3 separate regions of the Mus musculus genome follow, and regions 1 and 3 are each linked to region 2. A link is a contact called in public HiChIP or PLAC-seq and Micro-C data. All regions are on one chromosome and are shown on one strand. Each heading gives the region's core, a stretch centred on a gene start, on an enhancer-like site or on the middle of the called end of the contact. The rest is flanking DNA. Distances are from core to core; before and after follow the strand shown.

Region 1 (4,055 bases), core at 1,130-3,629, 220 kb after region 2:
TCTTCCAGAAGACCATGGTTCCATTCCCAGCACCCACATGGCAACTTGTAACTGTTTGTTAACTCTAGCTCCAAGGGCTCCAATGCCCTCTTCTGGCCTTCTAGGGCACTAAGCACATGTGTGGTGCACAGACATAGGTGCCGGCAAGCACTCATACATACAAAATAGAAACAAATATTGTCTGAAAACGTTAAATTTACCTACTCTATGCCTCAGTCATCCTATCTCCAGATGTTTGCTCAGGGTAAATGAATGCAGATGCGCCTGGACTTGTAAATGAGTGCTCACAGCAGCCTTGCTGTGTCTGACAGTTTCCAGGGGAGGAAATCCGAATGTCTGAGTGGGGGCAGGAAAGAGTTCTGGACAGGCATGGGATGGTGGGTGTGCCCACAGTGAAGGGCACACTGCATGTCAAAGTTTATAAAACAGAACTTTAACACAGAAGAAAGGAGAGAAAGGACAGGACGGGAAGGAAGGACAGGAAAGAAGGGAAGGGATGGGAAGGGGTGGGGAGGGGAGGGGAGAGGAGGGGAGGAAAGGGGAGGGAAGGGGGGAGGGAGGGAAGGAAGGAAGGAAGGAAGGAAGGAAGGAAGGAAGGAAGGAAGGAAGGAAGGAAGGAAAAAGGTGTAGTCACTAATAAGATAGATCAAAACCAGAAAAACCTGTGCTACTGCCTCTGGGGAACCTGAGCTGTCTCTGAGCTCAAATATTCAGGACAGGATAATGAGAAACTGTTGTGCTAGTGGACTTCCGGCCTTCCCTGAGGCCCAGGCAGCCTAGGGTGCAGGGTGGAGCTGGAGGTTAATGTGAAGCTGGGCTACCACGGCCTGCAGAGAGCACACCAGATTGATGCCCTTCCTCTTTTCCCTGGCCAGGCCTGGGAAATGCTCCGTAGGTGATAAAATGTTTGCCCAATTACAGAAGAGAATTAATTTGGCTAATAGAATGATGCCTTTGGAAGAATGTGAACTCATTCTCTCAAGAGTATTTTTTTTCACGGTTTACAGGTAACAGGCAAAGGTCAGTATAAACTTTCTGCCAAACTCTGAGACTGAAATGTTCAGCCCACACAGCGAATGGGGCAGACGCCAGGTTCAGAGTGCGATCAGCTTACAATGGAAACACATCTATTAGAACCCTTATGAGCAACATCTGTTTTCCTCATTCTTCCTGCCATGATCTTTGTGAGAAAAGCTCATGTTGTGGAACATTCTGTGAGGCTAAGTGCTGGCACCCTCCTTCTGAGAGGAGAGCCAGCTGACGGATGCGTGGCTGTGCACTGAAGTCCCATTTACTCTGACAAGGAAAACCTGGATGCCAACAAAAGCGAAGACCTTTGGACCCTGCAGAGTCTCAGCTTTTCAATAATCTATTCTTAAAACCTAGCAAAGATGAACTACAGATAGTGCATAATCAATTAGAGGTGGGGCCTTCACGAAGTAGTCTTTATTAATCATAAAGAATGTATAAATTTACCTAATGTTCATATTTATATTTAAAAATGAGAGGGAATTCCTTTATAATGTGAATGAATTAACAGCCTAAGCGCCCCCCTCCCAGCCCTCAGATTGGGCCTTACTGTGTAGCTCTGGCTGGTTTGGAACAACCTATGTAGAGCAGGCTGGCCTCCAACTCAGTGTGATCCACTTACTTCTGCCTCCCTAGCGCTGGGATTGAAGGCATGTGCACCATACCAAGCTTCTAAGATGCCTGCACCTTGAAAAATATATGTAACATAAAACTGACTACTTTACAAATATATTTTTTTACATTAAGTGTGTTGTGCCATGGCGAGTATGTGGAGGTTAGAGGACAATTTGCTGGAGTCAGTTCTCCCCTTGGACCATATGGATCTGGGTATTGAACTCAGAGGCCCCACGGCAGGCACCTTTACACAGTGAGCCACTTTGTCAGCCCCATTCACTTATTTCTTCTTTTGGAAAATTTATTTTTATGTGTACCGTGTTATTGCCCGTGTGTATAGTTATTTGCCATGTGCCTGGTGCCCTTGGAGGCCGGAAGAGGGAATCAGATCCCCTGGTCCAGGAATCATGGAGGGTTGTGAAGTGCCATCAAACTTGGGTCCTATGCAAGAGTGTCCAGTGCTCTTAACCAGTGACTTATCACTGCAGCCCCATTTACCACCTCTTACTGGCTTGGTCATATTGAGTAGCATAGACCATGGCTTGCGTACTCATTTACCTACAGGCTGAAGAGCATGCTGGTTGCTTCTTAGTCTTGTCATTTATGGGTAAAACTGCTATACACATTTGTGTACAGGTTTTTGTGCAGACATAAGTTTTCAGCTCATTTGGGCAGCCAAGGAACACAATTGCTGGATCATATGGTAAGCATATGTGTAGTGTGTAAGGAACTGCCAGACTGTATTCCCAAGTGGCCATCCTAGTTTTCATTTTCACCAGCAGTGAATCAGAGTTTCTGGGGCTGCACATCTTTGCCATGTATGACACACACACAAACTCAAGATGCTGGTGAAACGAGATGAGAAATGTCTTCCTCTCTGTTTTAGACAGTATCTCACATGGCCCTAGTTGGTCCTAGGTATGTTCTGTCTCTGTCTCTCTCTGTATCTCTGTCTCTCTGTCTGTCTCTGTCTGTGTGACTCTGACTCTCCCTCTCTCTGTCTCTCTCTGTCTGTCTATCTGTCTGTGTGTCTCTGCCTCTCTCTGTCTCTTTCTGTCTCTGTCTGTCTGTCTGTGTGACTCTGTCTGTCTGTCTCTGGCTGAGATAGCTTTGGATCCCTGGTCTTCCCAAGGGCTTACAGGTGCCTGCCTCCTCATCTGGCTGATTTTCCCTTTATTATTGTTTTTAATGTTGATTCAGGCCTAGTGGTGCTGGCTTGTGATCCTAGTCACCAGAAGACTGAGGCAGGGACAAGTCTACCTTAGAAGACATAGTAAGATCCTGTCTCAACTACCACAACCAAACAAGCCCTCTCCCCCATGTTTACTTAAAGAGAAACTCTTCCAAACAGCAGAGAGTGCAGGGCCTCTGCACTGTACCCAACCCCAGCGGCTCCTCAACCTTCTCAGCATCCTCTCAGCTGCAGGCTCGGTAGCTTCAGAAGGTCACATGACTCAACCCCAGCTCTGCAGCTGTTGGCTGTGGCTTTGGTTTCAGTCCTCTGGACAGGTCCAACGATCTAATTAATCCTTTGCTTTCCTGACTGCTCTGATGTGGTGATTTCCTCACTGCCTCTGTCCCTGGCCTCACTCCAGCTTGTTCACTGAAGTTATCGATGCTCTTTATATGTAAGTAATATCAAACTTCACATTGTACAGTAGTGACAAGTTAATTACATAGTTATTAAGAGATAATGTGGGAGCAGTAACACAAGTTATCATGTAATTACCTTTGTTCTTAAAGGCATCACCATGCAATTAAAGCAAACCCGATACGATATTTTAGCAAGCAATAGCCTGTCTACATGTGCGCACACACACATTGCTCTCTGTCATTTCCAGGTCAATTTAGTCTTTTGCTTTTAAAAAAAGACACCTGCCCTTTAGAAGCTGGGTGTGGTAGCTGAGTGTTACATAGTGAACTCCAGGCTGGTCTGGGCTACTGAGTTTCCCTGATTTTCCTTTGTATCTGGTTGTGGGTGTCCCTGATCACAGAGTTCTGGTGTTAGAATTAAAGGTACACAATACTATGCCTGGGGAACTTGCTTTAAAACAAACAAACAAACAAACAAACACAAAGATGCCTGCCATTTAGTGTCAACTTTGGTGCATACTCCCGCCTGCTTAACCTTCTCATCTCCTGCACCAGTAGACACCAGACCCAAGATGCCATATAGCAGGAGAGACTGTAACTCAAAGGCTCTAGTTTTGCAAAGGTTGTATATCTGGATATCTAGGTACTGGGCTACATACCAAAGAATTCAAAGATAGATAATATAGAGTGTCTTAGATTATTCTGCTTCAGGAGAAAAAAAAATCTGTATCCGAAGAAATCAAGAAATGATTCCTGGAGGAGGTGTCATGAACAGAGCCTTGGTGGGTGCTGTGAGAGATGGACATTATATACAGAAG
Region 2 (4,126 bases), core at 864-3,363:
TAGTAAGTGGTGTTAACGATGCAGTGAATTGATTCAAGCTCTTTATCACTACATTACATGCTCACTGGCATGGAGCACTCTACGCAAGTTTATAAACACAAAGAATCGATTAACATGGCAGCACTGCAGCCCAGCACCAAGTCTGATCTGATTACATACTGTCAGTGCTGAGTGCCTCGGTGTGATCAATGATAAATGTCTCATTTTTCATACTTAATTCAATAAAATTATCATGTCTTAATCGGTTAGGATAAATTAGCGCTGTATCGTTTCATAAGCGTTATAACTGAGCTTTCACAATGACGCAAATGACTCTCTTAGCTTAAGCAACTACAAGACAAAAGTCACCACTCAGGATGACTCGTCATCACCTCCTTCTCAGCTTCTCGCTCTTCCTCAGAAACCACAGCATTAGAAATTAACATTGGGGTCCATCTTAGACTCTCCGGATCAAGTTCATTGGGTCGGGAACAGTTCTTCAGCTTTTCCATGTGGCCCAATATCAACTTTTCCCTTCTAATGATGACAAACCTGTAATATAGGGAGACAAGACAAAGTGAGATTAAAAAAACTGAGAGCTAGTGGGGTGTGGTTGCATACACCTTTAACCTTAGCACTTGGGGGAGGCAGAGGCAGGAGACTCTCTGTGAGTTCAAGGCCAGCCTGGTCTAACAAACTGAGATGGAGGGATGCCAGGGCTATACAGTGAGGCCCTGTCTAGAAAACCAAACCAAACCAAACCAAACCAAACCAAACCAACTCAAGATTAAATGGTGGACATGCTGGTGCATACCTGTAATCCAGAACTGAGGCAGGAGGATCGCATGAGTTTGAAGGTTACCTGGGCTACTGTTTTAAAAGAACAAAGTCCCTGGCCAATCCAGATTCCTTTGACCCAGGTTATGAAAATGGAAAACCAGCAAAAGCAACAACAACAGGCTTGATCCTGCTGTGGATCAAGAAAGCAGAAAGCAGGGCACTCACCTGCCATCCCTCCTGTCAATCATGTGGAGGTGCTGCAGAGTGGTGGCGATGTCATGTGGGCACATGCCTGTGGCTCTGCTAATGGCCTTGATGCTGATGTGCCTCTCGTGGTGGCGGTAGAGGTATTCCAAGATGACACTTTTCCAGTAGGCCAGGTAGGAGAGCCGGCCCAGGTCAGAGAGCGGCTTTTCGGGAGACCCTGCTTGGCCTTCTCTTCGAGAAAGCAAATAGCCTAGGCAGGAAAAGCAAAACTGCACTCAGCTTGGTTGTCAGAGCTAGGGCCAGGACTAGGAACAATGTCATCAGCCACAAGGTAAAAGCATCACACAGGTCAAGTGTGTCCTGTCAAGCTCGTCACCTCTCTCAATTACAGTGATGTCACCTCGTCAAATTTCTGCTTGTCAACTTTTGTGGTGACACTGTAAGCGAATTCACACAGCTGGTGGCAGCTAACATACATGGTGTTGTGTGTCACGGAGGTTGAAAGCTAAGACTAAAGAGACTTCTGGGGAATCTCCACACATAAATCCCCTGCAAGCCTGAAATTCTCTCGGATACTCAATGTCAGGATCTCTCGGATCCTGGGGAGGGACCACCCCGACATTAATGGGCAGGTTGTTTTCCACAGAGGACCCGATGACCCTTTGACAGCTGGGGCTTAGTGAAGGGGCTTCGGCTGACACAGCCTGCACTGCCTGTTCCGTTTAACCAGCGGCTGATTTGAAGCTGTTTTAGTATTAATAAAACACTGGCTTTCACGCCTATGGTGGCAAACGCAAATCTACGATGCTAGCTCTATTTTTACCCTTCTCATAAAAACTAAGCCAACCTGAGAATGTGGCTCCTACAATTACAAATAAAATACACGAGCACATGAAGCTCGAACCGCACAGCTTTTCTGGCAAAGAAACTCTGAAATGAGAAGACTTTAAGCCCACTTAGAGGAAATGAACGGAAGCTGGTGGCTGTCTCGGTAATTAAGAGGCAGTAATGGAGGAGAGAAGAATTGACTGTCAAGTAGTGATGGCTTCTTTGCTCTAATTGTTTCAACAGCCTCACCTCCCTGAGGTTCACCTCCGTGAACCTCCTGCGTGTAAACAAACATCAGCACAGACAGTAGGTGGCAGCACTCACCAAACCAGGCCACTCTACACCAACCCAGACATCAGCGTTCCTCCCCTTCATCTACAGTTCCAAAATGGCTGCACTTGCAAGAATTTTCTGTTTTAGTTTTTCTGTTGTTGTTACAAAGAGAAATCAATGCCTTGGATCCATTTTCTTCCTGTTTCTCAAAACCACTTGCAAATAATGCAGAAATCTAGAAAAAGACACTCTACCTCAACAGCATGCTGCATCTTGACAGCTTTTATTTGAATGTCATCATACAGAATAGAAATAAAATAAGCATCGTGTTTTGCCTAAGATTTTTGGTTTAACTCCTCTCGTCCTGTTTAAGTATTGAATGCAAACAAACACCAGACTTTAACAGCCAAGCCACTGTCGGCGCGTGCCGCTCTGCCACACTGAGGTTTTCAACAGCGGTGTCAGGAATGCTAACGTGGACAGCTGCTGTGCTGCAGCCAGCCCATATCGTGTCCTGTCAACATGGAGAGTGCTGCGTTGCCAGAGCAGTGGAGGAAGCCCAAACCTCAGCACAGAAAACTGGCGTATCCCGTCACCTGCTCCCTAAGTGCTTGGCATAGCCTGAGAAATTTACTTAGTCAGCTGGGAGCCCCAGCTCTGTACTTCTGCCGGGGGTGGGGGGGTGAGGCGCAGGTATAGAACCATGGATGATAACTGTTCCCTTTGTCCACAAGATCCCACAATTAAAAGTTCCCTGCAGTGACTAACTATGGAAGTCCCCAGGCCCTCACTGATTCATGTGAATCCCACTGTTGAAGGCAGAAATTTGGCCTACAAGCAGTTCCCCCTCCCACCTACGCTCACCACTACACAGAACTACCTTACCCTGGAGGCACGGTTTTTATTATGTCTCTATGTTCCCACACTTTGACCTAAGAGGGAAGCATTCCCACCCTCCCTTTCAATTTTACCTAGCTGTTCTTGTACCCCGAGTCTAAAAAGCATGCGGTAATTTAGGCGAGCCAGCAAGCTGAGCCCCTGGGGAGCACTGGAGTACAAACCTTTCAGTACCCTCCACTCCTGCAGTGTCAAAAGGCTGACTCCTGACAATTCCTTGGCCTTTTGACTGCAGCGCAGGACTGCTGCCCCATAGGTGGAAGGTAACACGCTCTATGTGTCATGGACATTGAGCCCACTGGTCTCTCCCAGCAAAGCACCCTCCTGTTGTGTGTGCACTCAGAGGCTGTGAAGAGGCAGGGACTCTGCAAGCACTTGTTGGGAGGGATACTTTTCAGGGTGCCGAGAATATGACTGGAAACCCAATGTTTAGTCAGAACCTCCTGCACACATCCCAGGGATGATGAGCACCAAACACCACCCAAAGCCAATGCCCTGAGGTGCCTGGCCCTGCTTGTAGTGTGTCTCCTCCTCCTCTGGGAATCCAGAGACCCTCAAAGAAGTTGCAGCCAGGAAGAAAATGGCACTTTTGCCGAGAACTATTTGGAATCTCCCCATGACGGAGGATGCTCTGATGTTAAACAGAATCCACCAGGAACAGTAAAAATGACCATGAACACATGTCTTATTTCTTACTAGTTGACTGAAATGGCATGCAGAATGACAATCTGTGCTGTTTGGAAAGGTGCTGTGCCTCCTGGTTGTGCACTGACGACAGAAGAGCGGCTGGCTATAAATGTCATCTGCGGCAGGCGCTTGCCTGGAAGGAGCTGAGCTGCTGATGCTGACCTATGCTGTCCTTCGCGACATGGGTGTTAAGTGAGGGGCTTCTTGCCACCTTCTGTCCCTTCCTACTTTCTCTCAGCTCCTCAAAGCACAGTTACAATATAAAGCAGACACAGTAAATTTTGGTAAGAACATTTGACTTATTAATTACAGAGATGTGATGGTTTAAGCTCTTAAGTTTAACTTACCAAAAAGATTCCAAATAATTGATCTAAGATGCAGGGAAATAAAAAGCACTTATCTTGGAAGCCGGTGTATTGTCCTGAAGCATCTGAAACAAGTACAATACACCCCTGGTGAATAGATCCCCACGGCG
Region 3 (4,047 bases), core at 1,364-3,863, 190 kb after region 2:
ACAGAACAGTACACATCTGAACCACTGGACCATCTCCCCATGCCCCAGAGTGTACTCTTAGCCACTGAGCATCTCTCTTCGTCCTAGAAACAATGATTTTTAAAAGTCTGCAGTACAGAGGAAATTTCCCTAAGATATTTCAGTCCATGTTAGTTGATTCCATAGGCACAGAGTCCACAGATATGAAGGGTTGACAGCATTCATGATTATAAGCCTTCCTGATACACTGAACATTTTACAGCTATGAAATCTTCATTCCTTCTCTGCCTGGTGCTTAGGTAGGCATTTCTGTTCTCTTTTGGTTACTGTTTACATGGTATGTTTTTTTTTCTTTGTTTCTTTTTGGGGGTTAGGGGTGGGTTTTGGTATTTGGTTTTTTGAGACAGGATTTCTCTGTGTAGCCCTGGCTGTCCTGGACTCACTCTGCAGTCCATGCTGGCCTCAAATTCATAGAGACCTACCTGCCTCTGTCTTCCTAGTGCTGGGGTTAAAGGCATGTGCTAGTACTACCTGGCACATGGCATGTCTTTTTATCTCTTTTTGCCTATTTGTGTCTTTGGTTCTTGGATAGATGTCATATAGTTCCATTTATTTACTTACTACATTATGGTATGCATATGTGTGTTTGTTTGTTTATGGGTGGTAAGACAGACTCTCTCAGGCTGGCCTTGAACTCCTGTGTACCTAAGGCTGGACTTATTTATACACCTCATTCCTCTGCTTCAGCCTCCCAAGTGCTGGAATTACAGGCATGCAGCACCATGTCCAGCTCTACAATGCCTTCATTGTTGAAAATAAACCCACACCAATAAAGTGGCAGTTCCTCTCTAGTTACAGAAGCTCTGGAGCAGCGAGAGACCACAGTTCTTTTCTCTTTATATTTTCCTGCGATGAACAATTCCATGTTTCCAGTGTGTGGGTGTGTACCAGCCCACATGCACTTAAACAGAGCAGGTTATTTTTCAACAGGGCCCATCTCAGGAGCACTGGCACCTTCTCACCTGCTGTCCACTTCCCCATTCTTCCTCTCTCTCCATCCCCTGATTTGTCCTCCTCTCTCTTTCTCTTCCTACATCTGCTCTAGTAGGTAACATGACCTAGTGGATAGGCAAATGCTAAGGTTTTGGCACCAAGAACACCTGAGTTTAAATCTCAAATGGCAGCTTGTTTACCTGTAAAATAGATAATTGTTTTGAGGTGGGGGTCATATGTAGTCCAGGCTGGTCACAAACTTATTGTGTGGCTAAAGATGATCTTAGTCTCCTGATCTGCTTGCCTCCACCTCACACTTGATATTACAAGTATGTGTTCCCACACCTGTCAGCCACACATCAAAAATAAATCTTTTCTTCTTTTTTTGTTTTATATTTATTTACACTCCAAATTTTATTCCCTGCCCCAACTCCACCTTCTGACTTTTCCAAAACTCATACCTCCTCCCCACCCCTCTATCTTGACAAAGATGTCCCCACCCCCACCCTCTATCCAACCAGACCTCTTAACTCCCTGGGGCTCCCACTCTCTTGAGGGTTAGGTGCATCATCTCTGATTGATCCCAGACCTGGCAGTCCTCTGCTGTATATGTGTTGGGGGCCTCACATCAGCTGGTGTATGCTGCCTGGTTGGTGATCCAGTGTTTGAGAGATCTTGGGGGTCCAGGTTAATTGAGACTGCTGGTCCTCCTCAGCTTCTTCCAGCTTTTCCCTAATTCAACCACGGGGTCAGCAGCTTCTGTCCATTGGTTGGGTGCAAATATCCACACCTGACTCTTCCATCTGCTTATTGGGTGTTCTGGAAGGCAGTCATAATAGGTCTCTTTTTGTGAGTGCTCCATAGCCTCAGTAATAGTGTCAGGCCTTGGGACCTCCCCTTGAGCTGGATCCCACTTTGGGCCTGTTGCTGGACCTTCTTTTCCTCAGGCTCCCCTCCATTCCATCCTTGAGGTTCTTTCAGACAGGAACAATTATAGATCAGTGTGGAGAGCCTTTGGGGGTTATGCTTGGCAGGAATCTGACATTGGCCAAGGACAAGGAAATGGGCTTCTGGCGGGAATCTGACTTTGGCCATGACAAGGAAGTAAGCTCAGGCAGGAATCTGACATTGGCCAAGGACAAGGCAGTAAGAATCTGGTTTTAGGGTAGAACAAAGAAGTAGGCTCAGATATCTTGATCATCCTTAGAAACAGCAATCACCGGAGTGACCCTGGGGCTTTGTGTTTATTGCTTGATCCCTCATTGTACTACTTGCCCTGAATACTTGCATGTAATTAAAATGGTATAAAAAGTGGATTGGGGGTGGGGGTGGCGCACGCCTTTAATCCCAGCACTCAGGAGGCAGAGGCTGGTGGATTTCTGAGTTCAAGGCCAGCCTGGTCTACAAAGTGAGTTCCAGGACAGCCAGGGCTACACAGAGAAACCCTGTCTCGAAAAACAGAACAAACAAACAAACAAACAAACAAAAAAGTGGATTGAGAAAATTAAATTTGCTTTCAGTCTCAGAATTAACTGGGGTCATGCTACAATGTTGTCTAACTGTCTTTTTTTTTTTTAACCCTCACTCCTGAGCTTGAGAACCTGATGACTGACTGGGCCGGCTTGGTCAGGTCAGAGTTGTGACTGTGGGATGGCAACCCCCTCCCTCACTTCCCTGTCTCCCTACTGGAGGTGGCCTCTATAAGTTGGTGAAACTGTTTGGTTTGGAGATATGGCCTTGTTTTGGAAGAGGTTTGTCACTGTGATGGGCTTTGAAGTTTCAAAAACCTACATCATTGCCAGTTAGCTCTTTCTGCCTCCAACTTTTGGATCAGAATTTAAGCTCTTAGCTGCTGCTCCAACACCATGCCTGCCTACCTGCCGCCTTGCTCTCTGCCATGATGACCATGGACGTTAACCTTCTGGAGCTCCCAAGCTAAATAGTTTCTTTCATAAATTGCTTTGACCATGGTGTCTTGTTATAGCAATAGAAAAACAATTGAGGCAACACCCATACACATAAAATTAATGAATACATAAATAAACCATTTTAAAGAATTTACAGTCTCAAGAACCTGTGTGTGAATTTTTATTCTTTCTAGAGACATGGTTTCTCTGTGCAGCCTGGGCTGCCCTGGAACTCACTCTGTAGACCAGGCTGGCTTTGAACTCACAGAGATCCATCTGCCGCTGGCTTCTGAGTACTGGGATTAAAGGCATTCACAACTATCTCCTGGCTTTAACACACACACACACACACACACACACACACACACACACAAGGCTCAGGATTATAACCTGGTTGTTAGAATGATTGCCTAACATGCATGAACTCCCAGATTTGATTCCCAGGACTATATAAACCAGATGTGGTGGTATATATCTGCAATCCCATCATTCTGAAGTTGAAGGGCTAAAAACCAGAAATTGAAAGTCATTCTTGGCTACATAGTGAGTTCCAGATCATCCTGGGATATAAAAGACCCTGCTAAAGCCGTTCCAGTCTCTAGGGGTTTAATTTTTTCATTTAGTTTATATTTATGTGTACCTGCTTGTCTGTATATGTGCCATATATGTGCACTGCTCTTAGAGGCCAGAAGAGTTGGACCCCCTTGAATTGGAGGTTGCTGCGGGCCACCTGATGAGGGTGTTTGAAACCAAACTCAGGTCCTCTGAAGAGCAGTACAGGCTCTTAACTACTGAGCTGTCTCCAGCTCTGCAGTCGCTATTTTTACTTTGGTGTTTGTTTGTTTGTTTGTAGAACAGGCTGGCCTCTAACTCGATCCTCCTGCTTCTTCTTCTCCAGTCCTGGGATTAAAGGCAAGTACTACCAGAGCCTGGCTTGCCAGTCACTGTTTTGAAGGCTAAATATTGAAAATTCCTCCAGACTCTGAAAGAATACTAGTCAAAAGTGTCTCTCTAGGTCCAGGGAAGTCAGGGATAAGGTGGTTTTCTGCCTCCACCCTTTGACGTCTTTTGCTTACATTTATCCTATAGAAAATTTCTGTTGCTTGGTGACAGCAGGTCTGTCTATGCCAGGGGTGGCAGTGACTCTGCCCTGTGTCTGAGTCATTTC

What was found. A called contact is a pair of places that touch in the nucleus more often than the background predicts. HiChIP or PLAC-seq counts read pairs in DNA pulled down with a chosen protein or histone mark.
Region 1: a contact with region 2 is called in a Micro-C map of muscle stem cells, with 2.5 times the contacts expected there. The contact joins two enhancer-like sites. A contact is called at or near these places in 1 of 39 promoter capture datasets (liver) and 8 of 484 Hi-C or Micro-C datasets (the HL-1 cell line, the HPC-7 cell line, embryonic fibroblasts and 4 more).
Region 3: an H3K27ac HiChIP or PLAC-seq map of embryonic stem cells shows a contact between it and region 2, with 15 read pairs. The contact joins two enhancer-like sites. A contact is called at or near these places in 10 of 484 Hi-C or Micro-C datasets (the Ba/F3 cell line, the CH12 cell line, the G1E-ER4 cell line and 7 more), 5 of 115 datasets of contacts at active chromatin or transcription factors (double positive thymocytes, embryonic stem cells and stem cell-derived neural progenitor cells) and 2 of 9 other capture datasets (adipose tissue and liver).

The regions. Positions count from the first base shown.
Region 1 is chr14:21,439,060-21,443,114 of GRCm38.p6, reverse strand. All of the region lies in intron 10 of Adk (adenosine kinase), which reads right to left. Among named protein-coding and RNA genes, the nearest start is that of Gm52152, 22 kb to the right of the region's middle. Within about 2 kb of position 2,379, at least 46 of the 459 cell types and tissues checked have an H3K27ac peak or open chromatin away from gene starts, as enhancers often do. A contact at or near this core is called in muscle stem cells, where this site is marked.
Region 2 is chr14:21,657,833-21,661,958 of GRCm38.p6, reverse strand. It overlaps Kat6b (K(lysine) acetyltransferase 6B), which reads right to left. Exons shown (of 17, transcript NM_017479.3): 13 at 985-1,216; 14 at 372-531. Among named protein-coding and RNA genes, the nearest start is that of Dupd1, 55 kb to the left of the region's middle. Within about 2 kb of position 2,113, at least 36 of the 459 cell types and tissues checked have an H3K27ac peak or open chromatin away from gene starts, as enhancers often do. A contact at or near this core is called in embryonic stem cells and muscle stem cells, where this site is marked.
Region 3 is chr14:21,472,902-21,476,948 of GRCm38.p6, reverse strand. The region is part of intron 1 of Gm30363 (a long non-coding RNA gene); the gene reads left to right. Among named protein-coding and RNA genes, the nearest start is that of Gm30363, 8.7 kb to the left of the region's middle. Within about 2 kb of position 2,613, at least 15 of the 459 cell types and tissues checked have an H3K27ac peak or open chromatin away from gene starts, as enhancers often do. A contact at or near this core is called in embryonic stem cells, where this site is marked.